Linked DNA regions of Drosophila melanogaster: region 2 is linked to region 1. A link is a contact called in public Hi-C data. All regions are on one chromosome and are shown on one strand. The core of a region is the stretch at or near the end of the contact, and the rest is flanking DNA. Distances in the headings are between cores, read along the strand shown. Region 1 holds the start of CG7557. Region 2 holds the start of chrb (charybde).

Evidence for each region. Hi-C and Micro-C count contacts between places; a contact is called where the count stands out from the background.
Region 2: a contact with region 1 is called in a Hi-C map of the Kc167 cell line, with 2.4 times the contacts expected there. A contact is called at or near these places in 83 of 107 Hi-C or Micro-C datasets (the Clone 8 cell line, the D17-c3 cell line, the Kc167 cell line and 27 more) and 4 of 7 datasets of targeted methods (the Kc167 cell line and the S2 cell line).

What each region holds. Positions count from the first base shown.
Region 1 is chr3L:11,442,693-11,448,032 of dm6, forward strand. CG7557 reads left to right here and starts at 2,469. Exons shown (of 3, transcript NM_168456.2): 1 at 2,469-2,819; 2 at 2,877-2,984; 3 at 3,048-3,887. The coding sequence starts at 2,607. The coding sequence ends at 3,737. It overlaps lncRNA:CR44549 (long non-coding RNA:CR44549), which reads right to left and starts at 2,412. Exons shown (of 1, transcript NR_124892.1): 1 at 1,780-2,412.
Region 2 is chr3L:11,485,332-11,491,358 of dm6, forward strand. It overlaps chrb (charybde), which reads left to right and starts at 2,219. Exons shown (of 4, transcript NM_140213.5): 1 at 2,219-3,270. The coding sequence starts at 3,204.

The sequences.
Region 1 (5,340 bases), core at 1,219-3,718:
TCTTAGCGAAATGTCCCATAATAGTTGGCTAGTCTTCGAAACAAGCTGATAGATAAATTAAGTTGGTGCTTTTACACAATAAAAGTATCTACGCAAAGTGGTTGAAGTTTCAGCTTGGCCGACAAGGTTTAGCTCTTCCAAAGACTAAAATATATTTTTAGTGACAAGATTTTAAATTTCTAGTGACTACATTTAATTCATAAAATCTATTAGGTATTATTTTAGTAGTTACTGTATATATTTAGTATAGTATAGTATACCTCCTTTAACTATTCTTACAAAAGTACTATGGTCTTAGCCAAATGACTGAAGAAATGTACTTTTATATGTAGTTATAGTTTAAAATGGCTGGAATGGAAAATTTTGTATGACTTGCTGGTTAAAAAGAAGTACTTAAGCGTAACGTTTTCTGATTCTGGAGAAAAGACTATGAAATTCGATGGATAATAGAATAGGATATCTTATATCTACAATACATATGTATATGGTAAACTTATGAAAAATATTACTAGTCATCATAGTACGGTTCATTTGTTTAATAAATTTTATAAGCGACACAGAAAGCCAAAAGAGGGTGACTTAATTTATGCTTTATCCACAATGGGTACTGTCTAATGCCGATTGAAGTTGGTAATTTTCCATAAAGTTTCACTCATACACCAGCAGCGTTTCACTGGCAAAAAACTTCATCGCTTTGCCAACAATTATAACAGCTGACTCAGCGCAGCTGACTGACGAACCAGACCGGGCCAAAACCAAACCCATCTTCAACCTCAACTTCAACTCAGAGATGGGCTGTCAAAATCATATGGCAAGACCCGAACCCATCTGAATGCCTCTTTATCCATCCGCAATAGAGTTGGCATTCTAACTTTAAAATTTGAAAAATAGTTAGATAGTTGTTTCTTAACTGATTACTTTTAGTGTTGTTATTAAAGTGTGAGAATTCCATTTGAAAATAATAAATAAATATCTACATATACATCTTGCTGTTAACCAAAAGAAGTAATTTTAAAATATTTTTAAATTTTTTATTTATTATACAAGTAATTATTATACAAGTTGTTGGGAAGCTAAAATTTTTTTATTATTTTAAATTTGGCTAGAATGTTTAGATTTATAGCCATTAAAATTCGACATCACTGGGCGGCGGTAAAAGTCGGTTTCTAGAGCCAACTAACTCTTACCCTGCCCAAAAGCTTTCCCCCGTGTCACGTCATGTAGAGAGCATAATGGCACCCAAACTGCGATTGAGGGGCATCGAATGAGTGTGGGATTGGGGGGGGGGGGCTTGGAGTAATTACCGGTGAACCCAACCGAACCGCAGCACCAAGACAAAACTCCACAGCTCCACAGCTCCAAGTGATCTCCGCCTGACAGCTGACGCTCGTACCCAGAGCGTTGACTGATTTATGAAGACACTTTTGCAAGTCGCCCAACTTGATTTTCATAAACCGTTACGGCACTGAGTTTTTACATGTTTGTTGGAGTCGCTTCGCAATGCCACGACTAATGGAATACCCTTACATCCCATTGAGAATTCAATGGAGAGCTGCTTTGATCTTAGGAATATTTAAATATTGAGTATAGCGAATATATTTCTTTAGATAAGGAATATATTTAAAACAAAATGTATTTAGTACTTTAGATCGCATTAATATTTATTGAGTATTAATTTATAAATAATATTTATTAAATTAATATTTACATTTTCTTAAGATTTATATGCAATGAATTTAGAGAAGGGCATATGATAGTGACTATTGCATTTAACGGCTTCCTCAATTTTTGCCTATTGTCGACTTACGAATACTTACTGAGATGTGTCCCGTACATTTTGAGCCATGTTTGTTGCCAAGCACCAAAATAGCTGCCTGGCTTGGCTGGCTGATTGTCTGGCTGTCCACGGCTTTGTCTTGTCCCTGGTTGTCTTGTCTCTTCTCGACTTGGCTTGGATTGGTCTGGTGGGTCTAGTGAGTCTACTGGGTCTGCTTGGCTTACCTCGGCTCGGTTCAGTTCGGTTTGGGTTGGTTTGGTAACCACGATCGCTAGATCTTCCAGCTGCTTTCGAACGAACCATGATGATGGCCCAGTTGCCGTTTGTACTGTAGTTGGGGTCTGGGTGCGGGGTTAATCACCAGCGTAATGGTAATGATCGTCTTTGCTGCTCCAAATCAGCTGATTGCCAATGTCCGATAATGATGAGTAAGCGCTTTCAATCCGCTGAGTTCGCTTCCAAATCGCTTTTTACAATCTGTTATTGAGTCTGCAACTGATTGGTAGAAATTGTATGAAACAGTTGAAGATTAAAGATTTCTAACATTTAAACCATTAACAATAAGAATGAATACAGGTTTTTCCAAATGCCCAACAATTAAAAGATAAAAAAAAACTAACACAGTAAATTTAATGTTTTTCCTTTGGATTTTTCAATGGGTTCCTTGATTAAACAGTCAAAATTAGCCAACAAATCCAATACTATTAGATGTGTCAAACTAAATTCATATTGTTGCTCACACAAAAGACACAAAAAGCATTAAACAAATTCTGGAGCTGCAGTCAAAAGTAATTTTATAAAATTAACATAGTGCGTTTAGACGAATCAAATGCAACCGAAAACTGCAATGCCGCCTTCTAAGCTAAATTGCCAATGGAACCGCCGGCGGTATCTGCAACACCATGGAGGTGACTTTTCGGATGAGGAGGAGGATCCCAGGCTAAGGGGCATCCTGCGGAGAACCAGCTGCCAGCGTTACCGTGAACGATTGCGTTCGAACCGCCTATCACAGCTCCTCCATGGACTTTCCATCGTGGCGACGGTAACACTGGGGGTTGTCCTGATGTTCTTCCTTGGAATGAAGTTATCCACGGAGCAGATGGATTATCCCGCACCACGTGAGGAAGGCCTTTGGTTGGGTTTCCTCAGACTGCTTGGCTTGGAGCAGGAGGATTATCTCTCAGGAGACTTGTATGTGCATAATAAAGTAAGAACTTTGATACAGTTTACTTCAAATAAAATCATGTGCCTATAATTCTACCCACCTCAGGATACTTTCTGCAGTCCCGAGGCTCTGAACTTGGAACGGATCTTTCGATATATGGGCAGGGTGGTTCTGAATCAGGAGCAGGCACTGTCTCGCATGGAAAGGGCGCTGAGCGGTTCGGGGCGTTTCCGGTCGGTGGCTCTACTAGGACCTCCGGGCGTGGGAAAAACTCTGGCGACCGAAACACTACGTCGGTGTTTTCCCTGGCCAAGAAATGCTCACTCCTACTCCTGGAGCACACAAGTGTCGGATGAAGCGAGTAAATTCCGACTGATCCGGCAGTTTGCCGATGGACTTTCCGAATGCGGTGTGAATCTGCTGATCATCGACAATCTGACGACCTGTGATCACGGACTGGTGCCCATCTACAATCGATTGATATTGGAACGGGAGGGCGAACCGAAAGGGAATCAAAGGGTCCTGGTTGTCTACGTCTTTAATCTGGAAACAAATCTGTACTGGGAGCAGTTCGAATTGCTGCAGGAACTGCCGGCGGAGACGACCATCGTGAACTTTCGGTTCTTCAATGAGGATGATCTTCTGGATTGTCTGGCCAGTGAATTGAAAAGGGAGCGCCGTATTCTCACCAGCAAGAAGGAATCCTTTATCCTTCAGGAAGCTATGAAGACCGTTCACAGCTCAGGATGCAAGAGCCTGCGATTGCTGTTACTACAAAATGGAACAGATGCATAAAATTTATATCGTGTATGCACCTCATCTCTCACGCAGCGACATTAATACCTTTGTTTATATTTGCGTAGTATACTTATGCTGTTTCTGTTAACCTATAAAATATTTATAAACATATAGCATTGAAATAAATTAAAGTGATCTTAAACGTTTAATGAGTTGAATGCTTAAATATTAGTTTGCTCTTCATTTCAATGGTTTTTAATTTAAAGAACCCAATCAATATCAATTTGAAAATGCTTTACAAACGAGAATCTTTTCTGCAAGCCCGCCTGCAAATTTTGAAATATATGTCTCTCAGAAATGCAATGCAGATAATTATTTTAGCGTGAGACACACACGAGATGCATAAATAAAAGTACTGCACCCATTTATCAAAACAAAAACTGGGAGAAAAATGCAAAGCAAACAAGCACCAAATTGCATTGCTGTAAAGCATGTTTTGTGTTTGCTTTTTTGTAGAATTTTTAAACAATTTTTTTCTGTTTGGCGAGCAAAACTTCTAGGCCGTCGAACGATGTCGTTGCCTTCAAATTGCTAGTTTGAGTGCACTTCTCTACCGAATATAGTTGACTTTAGATGAAGAATAAATAATGTGCAACATAAAAAGATATAAAAACTTGGTATGCCATTATAGTAGAATATTATATTATACATATTATAGAAAATATAAGTAATTCAATAAGGCACATAAATACAATTTTAACTTTGGGCAAATAATAGTTATCTTTTGAAATAAAACATGTTGAAAAACTTATTTTTGTAAGATGTTCAGCTTAGGGAATTACCCAGTCGGTTATGCCTTACAATCAACTTCTGTTGCAATGCAAAACGCACACGTTTTCGGCGCAGTGCGTTTCGCCTTTGCATCCGAAAGATACTTTGATGCGAGTGCTAAAGTGTGAGTGCGGTAGCAAGAGCCAACAACCGCATCGAGGCCATGTTGCACTGCAACCAAAATAAATACAAATAGTGTACTTAAGTGAAATGCTGTACTTCCAGTTAATTATCTCGAAACTAGCATGTCTTGATTTAATTTCTATGGGAATAAAAGATATTTTAATTTTTCTAGAAAGTAGTCTTTATTCATATTTATACCTATATTAAAAGCTTTGGTAATTAAGTCACTTCTGCTGACTATCAATGTCTTTAAGTCACATATATTTTTCTCAGTGCAGTGCAACGTTAAACGAAACGCAGCCAGCGGCTTTTGTAGTTCATGAACGGCCAGCGAACTCGACGTTCAGCGTTATAATCAAATAAGATTCGACTGCTCAACAGTTCGTGGCAGTTCGACGGAGGAAAATTGCAGGTAAAGGGGTAGGAAAACCGGGAGGAGGTCTGTATCTGATATTTTGCTGTTTTTTCTTATTTTTTTTCTTTTTTTTTTTTTGCCTTAGACATTCGACTGGTCACGTAAGCAGCCAATTCATCGGAGCGGTTTTAGTTTTCGTTGCAGTTACATAATCCGCCGATTGATTTAGTTTTTGGCTAGGCGGAAAATACCACTTTTGGGGAAAAAACGAAGGACAATGTCAAAAAGCTATTTTCCCATCTATCAATTCAGAAAATGTCTCTCGTTAAATATTTATATAGCTATCTCTTA
Region 2 (6,027 bases), core at 969-3,468, 42 kb after region 1:
GAAAAGTTTCAAATCATGAGAAAACATCGCAACTAAATGGATATGCCATGTGGGTTCTCGCAGCATTTATGGTTGAAAAGTTAGTGCTGCTAGCTATTTTGGGGTGAGAAATAATAATAATACAGCCCTTAAGTTATTACTTAACCCCACTTCACGAAGTCAAGAAGCATTAGGCTGGAATTTATTTTAAAACCCATTTCATCTCGTTAGTATATATTTAGAAAAAACCTTTTTTGAACTATACTGCAAGGTGATTGATTCTTTGTTACGAAACTACTTGCTGATTCCCCTCAGTTGATTTTGGTAAAATAAACTAGTGCTGTAATCCAATTTTGATTAACGAGCTAAATTCCCTTGGAGCAACTATAATAGTTGTATTTCCGTAATCATTTCCAGATACTTTTTACCAATTTTTCGTAAAGTGAACGTCTTTGAAATGCGGATGGGTCTATTAAGCTGACTTGAGTTCGGTGGGTGAGTTTGTTAGCCGCCGCCCTGAACATCTCATTTGGCTGATTCCCGACGGGACGTATTTAGGTTAAACTCGTGTGGAACTCACTCACATAAATCATGCATTTGATTAATTGTATGCCACTGACTTTTATCCTGTTCGACACTGCTGCAGCGTGGCAACAAAAATTTCAAAAGAAGATGAGGGAGCGCTGGTCTTTAAAACTTTTTGGCATGCACGCGAAAAAAAAATGCGAGCGAAGATTACTAAAAATTGTATAAAATATGTGATTTATATGATATGATTTTGTTTACTAAATTGATATCTATGCCAAATGGTGCGATTATTTTTGTTTAGTTTGGAAACATATTTTGTAGGCTGAATAGGCGAGTTCTTCGAAAAAATCCCCTCATTTTTTTGGAATATATTTTTCTCTTTTTTTTTCTCTGTACCCTGGTGCGGCAGTAGCCCCATGCTGGGCACTGTGCCACTCCCCCGCGCCCTCCGCCAGGCAATTGTGTTGTGTAAACATTTTTTCAGCATTAACTGACATGTGTAAATCCCCCCAACTTCACACAGAAAAAAAGCAGCAGCAGCAACTAGACAAGGGGAAATGCGGATGCTTTCTCCAAAGCTGATCCAATGGAGAGCGGAGGAGCACCCACAACGAGCCAGTGACAAATAGGAAAAGGGGAGTGGGTGGAGTGGGTGGAGTGCGGATAAGGGGGATATGGCATAAGGGATAAGTAGGGGTGCGGATGGGGTGTCCAGAAAGGGGGCGGGTGGTGTCAGCCGGACTGTCCAACGCCAGCGGCGCCATTTTTTATTTCTATTAAGATGAATTGTTAAAACAGTGACAGGCCCTGTGTCCTGTGTCGGCGAAGCATTTTCATCCATTTTCTTGTTCTCCCCTCCATTCCGTTACCAACAGAACTGGAGGCGGTACAATGGGTCTTGTCATCCGGTAAAGGCCAAATATACGAGCATCAACATATGTACTTATGTATGTATCTACTATATACATACATATGTACATATATGAATACCATCAGTCTGTGCAGTCGGCATATTCCCCAAAACACCATAAATTTTGTTACGAGATTCAAATGAAAAAGAAAGGAACAAACTAAAATGCCAAATTACAGAAAACCGCCTCCAGGTTTTTTCTCTCGCAATTTGCGATTTTCTTTACAGAACGCTATGCTAATATTTAGATATTTGGGTTCTTAAGCAGAAACCCAATGTTTTTTTTTTTATAATTTCGATTTCATATTCGTTCTCTTGATATTCTACCTTTTTAATTCTAACAATAAAAAACACATTTAAGATTAAGAAAATTTCATTTTAGGTTAAAAGAATAACTGAAATTATATTTTTCCATAAAAAAAAAACATTTTTTGTTAAAAATAGCTTCAAGATAACATACAAGTTATTAAACAACAAACTTTATATTACGTGCAAATGATATCCATAGATAGAAGCAAAGAGAATTAACAATTGGGATTATAGACTTTACCAATTATTTTTGAAAACAATGCACTCAAAGAGACCGACAGTTTTGCTCAACTCTCAAAACTAAAACACTCAAGAGAGCGAGCCGCTCAACTGCTCTTAAGTGTCTTTAAGAACAGCTGATCACCGGTTGCAAAAGAGTGCCAAGTCGCTCAAGAGAGAGTTCACGGCCAAGGAAAAGGAAAATGAAAAGCTGCGACGCCGGCAGCGCAGCCGGCGTGGAAAATTGGTATAAAAGCAGCAGCACGCGAGCCGGCCGGATAGTAGCTTTGGAAAACTGTTTGGAAAACTGCTCCGCTCCGCTCAGCTCAGCTCTCCAGCGTGTCCCGTTATCGAAGTTGTTGCCGTTGCCGCAGTTCCAGTTTTTCATCGTCCTCCTCTTCTTCTTCTGATTCAGCTATTTCCAAGCTCTCTCGCTCGCACCAACACAGAGACAGAAACAGAAACAGCTGAGCGAGCGCTGAGTGAAAATTTTGTAGTACGCTTCACACGAACTTCTGAAAAAAACCGCAGTCGAAACGCGGCCGCCAAACATAGCACATCGGCACATAAGGGGCAGAACGAGAAGAATTAGAGCCAGAAAATCGGAAAACCAGAAAAGAATACTTCTACAAACGAAACGCAGCCATCAGCACTTGAAACTCCGCCATATGTAGGAAAGCAAAGCAAAGATAAATACGAAATTAAAATCTCTGTCCAAACAACAAGAACGTCATGAATTAAATCAAAACCATGTGCTGTGCTTAAATTTAAAAAGGAAACCAGACAGAGCGAGACAAAAAGGGGAAGCGAAAGCCCAGAGGAAGAAAATAGCGAGAGAGAGCTGAACGGGGCGGCAATTTGCGTTGATTTTTTAGAATGTATTGAATTGAAATGTTTAACTAGAATAACAAATTTAGTTGTTGATACTTTTCCAATTGTTTGTTAAAACGCTGTCGCTGGAAAATCGAACTCTCCACCACATACACACACACAACAAAGTAAACACACAATAAAACACCTAACCACACGCGAAGTAAAATCAAATTCTTGTGATTAAAGTGCATTTCTATACGTACGTTAAACTACAACTATTCACACCCACGCAATATATTAAACGCATCGAAAGTCGGTCGAGATCAAACGCCTATAGCCTATATAATCGCATTCGCATTCGGTGGCAGCAGCAGGCGGCAGACTTTCATTATAAATCCAACAATCGGCTGAAAACACACAAAATAGCAGTTGCAACGGCGGCTCTATGAAGATGGAAGTGCTCTCAGTACAAAATCACATTCAGGGAAAATTCGGTGTTAATAAAATTAAAGGTAAGTTCACATAGCAAAATAATCTAGATTTTTAAATAGAACAAGATTTGAAGAGAAAAGCAAACTTGAACTTTTCTGATATTTGTCTTTCTTCTGGTTTTAATAAGAAAATATAACAAAAATCGTGGTTTTACAACTTTTTGTGTGAGCTAAAAAAGTTCGTTTCTAATGTTGATTTACTAAAGTTTTCAAGCAACGAGTTCAATGTTTAGCTACTTTTAGCTACATGCTGAAAATTTACAGGAAAATTTCTGAAGAATATAAAATTATTGCAATATTATAAACAGTGTGCTGTTTAAGTGTTTATTAACAGAATCCACATAAAGAAAAGTACCCAAATTGTTTAAAGAAAAAATTCAGTTTGTGTTTGCCCAAAAATTGCCAAATAAAAGAACGTTTTTGATTGAGAAATATAAATATGAAGTGCAGCACAACCGTAAAAACCCAAATGATTTAAATATGTACCTACATTTCGTTGTTATTCCGCCTGATTAATTTTAGAGCCCTGCCATACATTAAAACTAAATTTAAGGTCGCTGTTCACCTTGTGAACTTACAAATCTACTCGGGTCGTTTCTTGCAAGAATTCTCAATTAAGGCACATTTCGGATATTTTAATGTGCCACGAACATTTTTATATTTCATGTTTATGGCCCATTATTTTGTTCGCTCTTCTTTTTTGATTCAATTAATTTTATAGCGTACGGTAACATTTCATTTGATGTCTTTAGCAAATTTTCCAGGGATTATAAAATTCATTTATTCAAGTTTTGCCCAACCAATGGAAAATTTCTATACAGTTTTCTATGCATTTCAAAGTGCTTCGCGTGTTTTTGAGTGAGTTTTGATTTTAATCACTAGCACCGACTGATAAAATGAGTACAACATATTCTGCCCCGAAAATTGCCTGCATTTTTGCATCCTGATTATGGTGCCACATTCGGGGGTTGCAAATATGTAAAGTTCGCATTATGCATTGTGCACTCTGTTCCTGTCCGAAGCCAGGCCAGCGTATCCTGTTCATGTGTCTGGCGGGCGGATTATGCAACATCCTGTTAATCCTGTCACTTTAAACTTTGCACCGCGGCGGCACCAAGAAGCAGTTGAGTTGGGCAAATTAGACGGGGGACCTCCGTCTGGGCAGCAGGATGGGATTCCATGTGCATACGGCCATATAGCCACGTAGCACGTAAGCCAAAAAAAAAAACAGCGAAATATGTAAAATCACCCGGAGGCGAACACAACAAGCGGCGGTGGTAGCGACATGCAACAACATGTCGCCTCGCATACATACTGTCGCAGATATACCGTTAGCCGCACTGTTGCCTACTTTAGCGTGAATGAAAATTTAATTGTGCATCTTAATGGAAATCAAAAAGTTTGTTGAGAACAAGTTTTTCAAAGTAGTTATTTACCATAAATGTGTAGTTAAAGGGGTATTCCATCTGAATTAACGTAGTTTCTAAACAATAAATATTCATTGACTAAGAAAATTGTTGCTCAGTCAGCTTTTATCAGATCACTACATGTTTTAGTGCTACGTTTTTTTTTTTTTTTTTTATTAAAAATAGCTAAAATACGAAACACTTTTTCCAATCAAAAGACTTAATGGCCTGGAATGGACAGATTTGGCGTGAAAAAAGCTGAGGGGTCCGTATTGGTTACATTTCCACCGTGTTGTTCTGCTTGCATCGCGCTGAAAAAGCTCTGCAGACCCCACCAAACCTCCGCCCCTGCTCCACACCCCTTCCACGCCCCTGGCAACGTATGTATTTGCAGTCAATTTAATTTCATGACTGACTGAGCGCATGCAATTTTATTTTCGAAGGACATACGACCAGCCAGCCTCACCAACACTCACATGGCCATTATTCATTTTCCATCAAGAATATTTACTGCTGTGTTAAAAATAATATCAGTTGTCTACAAGGCACTTTTTTTTACAATTACTGAATAAAACACATATGTACATAAATACATCAAATGATAACAAATTTGTTCACGTTTTGTTATCGTATCTTTTACATCTAATGGTTCTCAAATCAGCTACATCAACTTCCATACTTACATGTGTACATAGTTATTTTCCAAGAAAAAACTTTTGAGAGGTTACTTTTTTTTAATAAGCCCTTAAATATGCTACCATTTCAAGTAAAAAGGCTGAAATATTGTGCCTCTTAACAAAGTTGAGAATCAAGATAATATGAGTTTTGGTGATAATAATAACACGTTTATATTATGTCAATCGTTCCGTATAGCCATAATTCCTTTTAAAATGATTTTCCTGTTGGGCGTTGCAAGAAGGGGTTGTCAAGAAGTTGATATAATATTTATTAACCCCATGCGTGGGTTCGTCGATTTTATATTCGAAGCAATTTCTAAAGATTTCCGTTAGGGGCCAAATGCGAATGACTTCCAAAATTGGTCGCAATGAATTATTTATAACCTGCTTATTGATTCAAAAAAAAACTAACAACCACATGTACATATGGAGATAGCAACAATCATACATAAATAAATACATACATACATACATACATATGTATGAAACTCGGTTCATGGACTGTCTTACAACCAATTTAACTCGATTAGCGACGTTTTATTGAAGATCCAAAATAGAATGGAACTGAACAATCAACATTGATAAGAGTACAGGCGGTTTACTTCGGTAATTAAGTGAAAGATCTAAAGATAAAAGCGTCAGAATTATCAATTCTCATGGTTTACAGTAAATATGAGCTACAGTAATCACTTTTC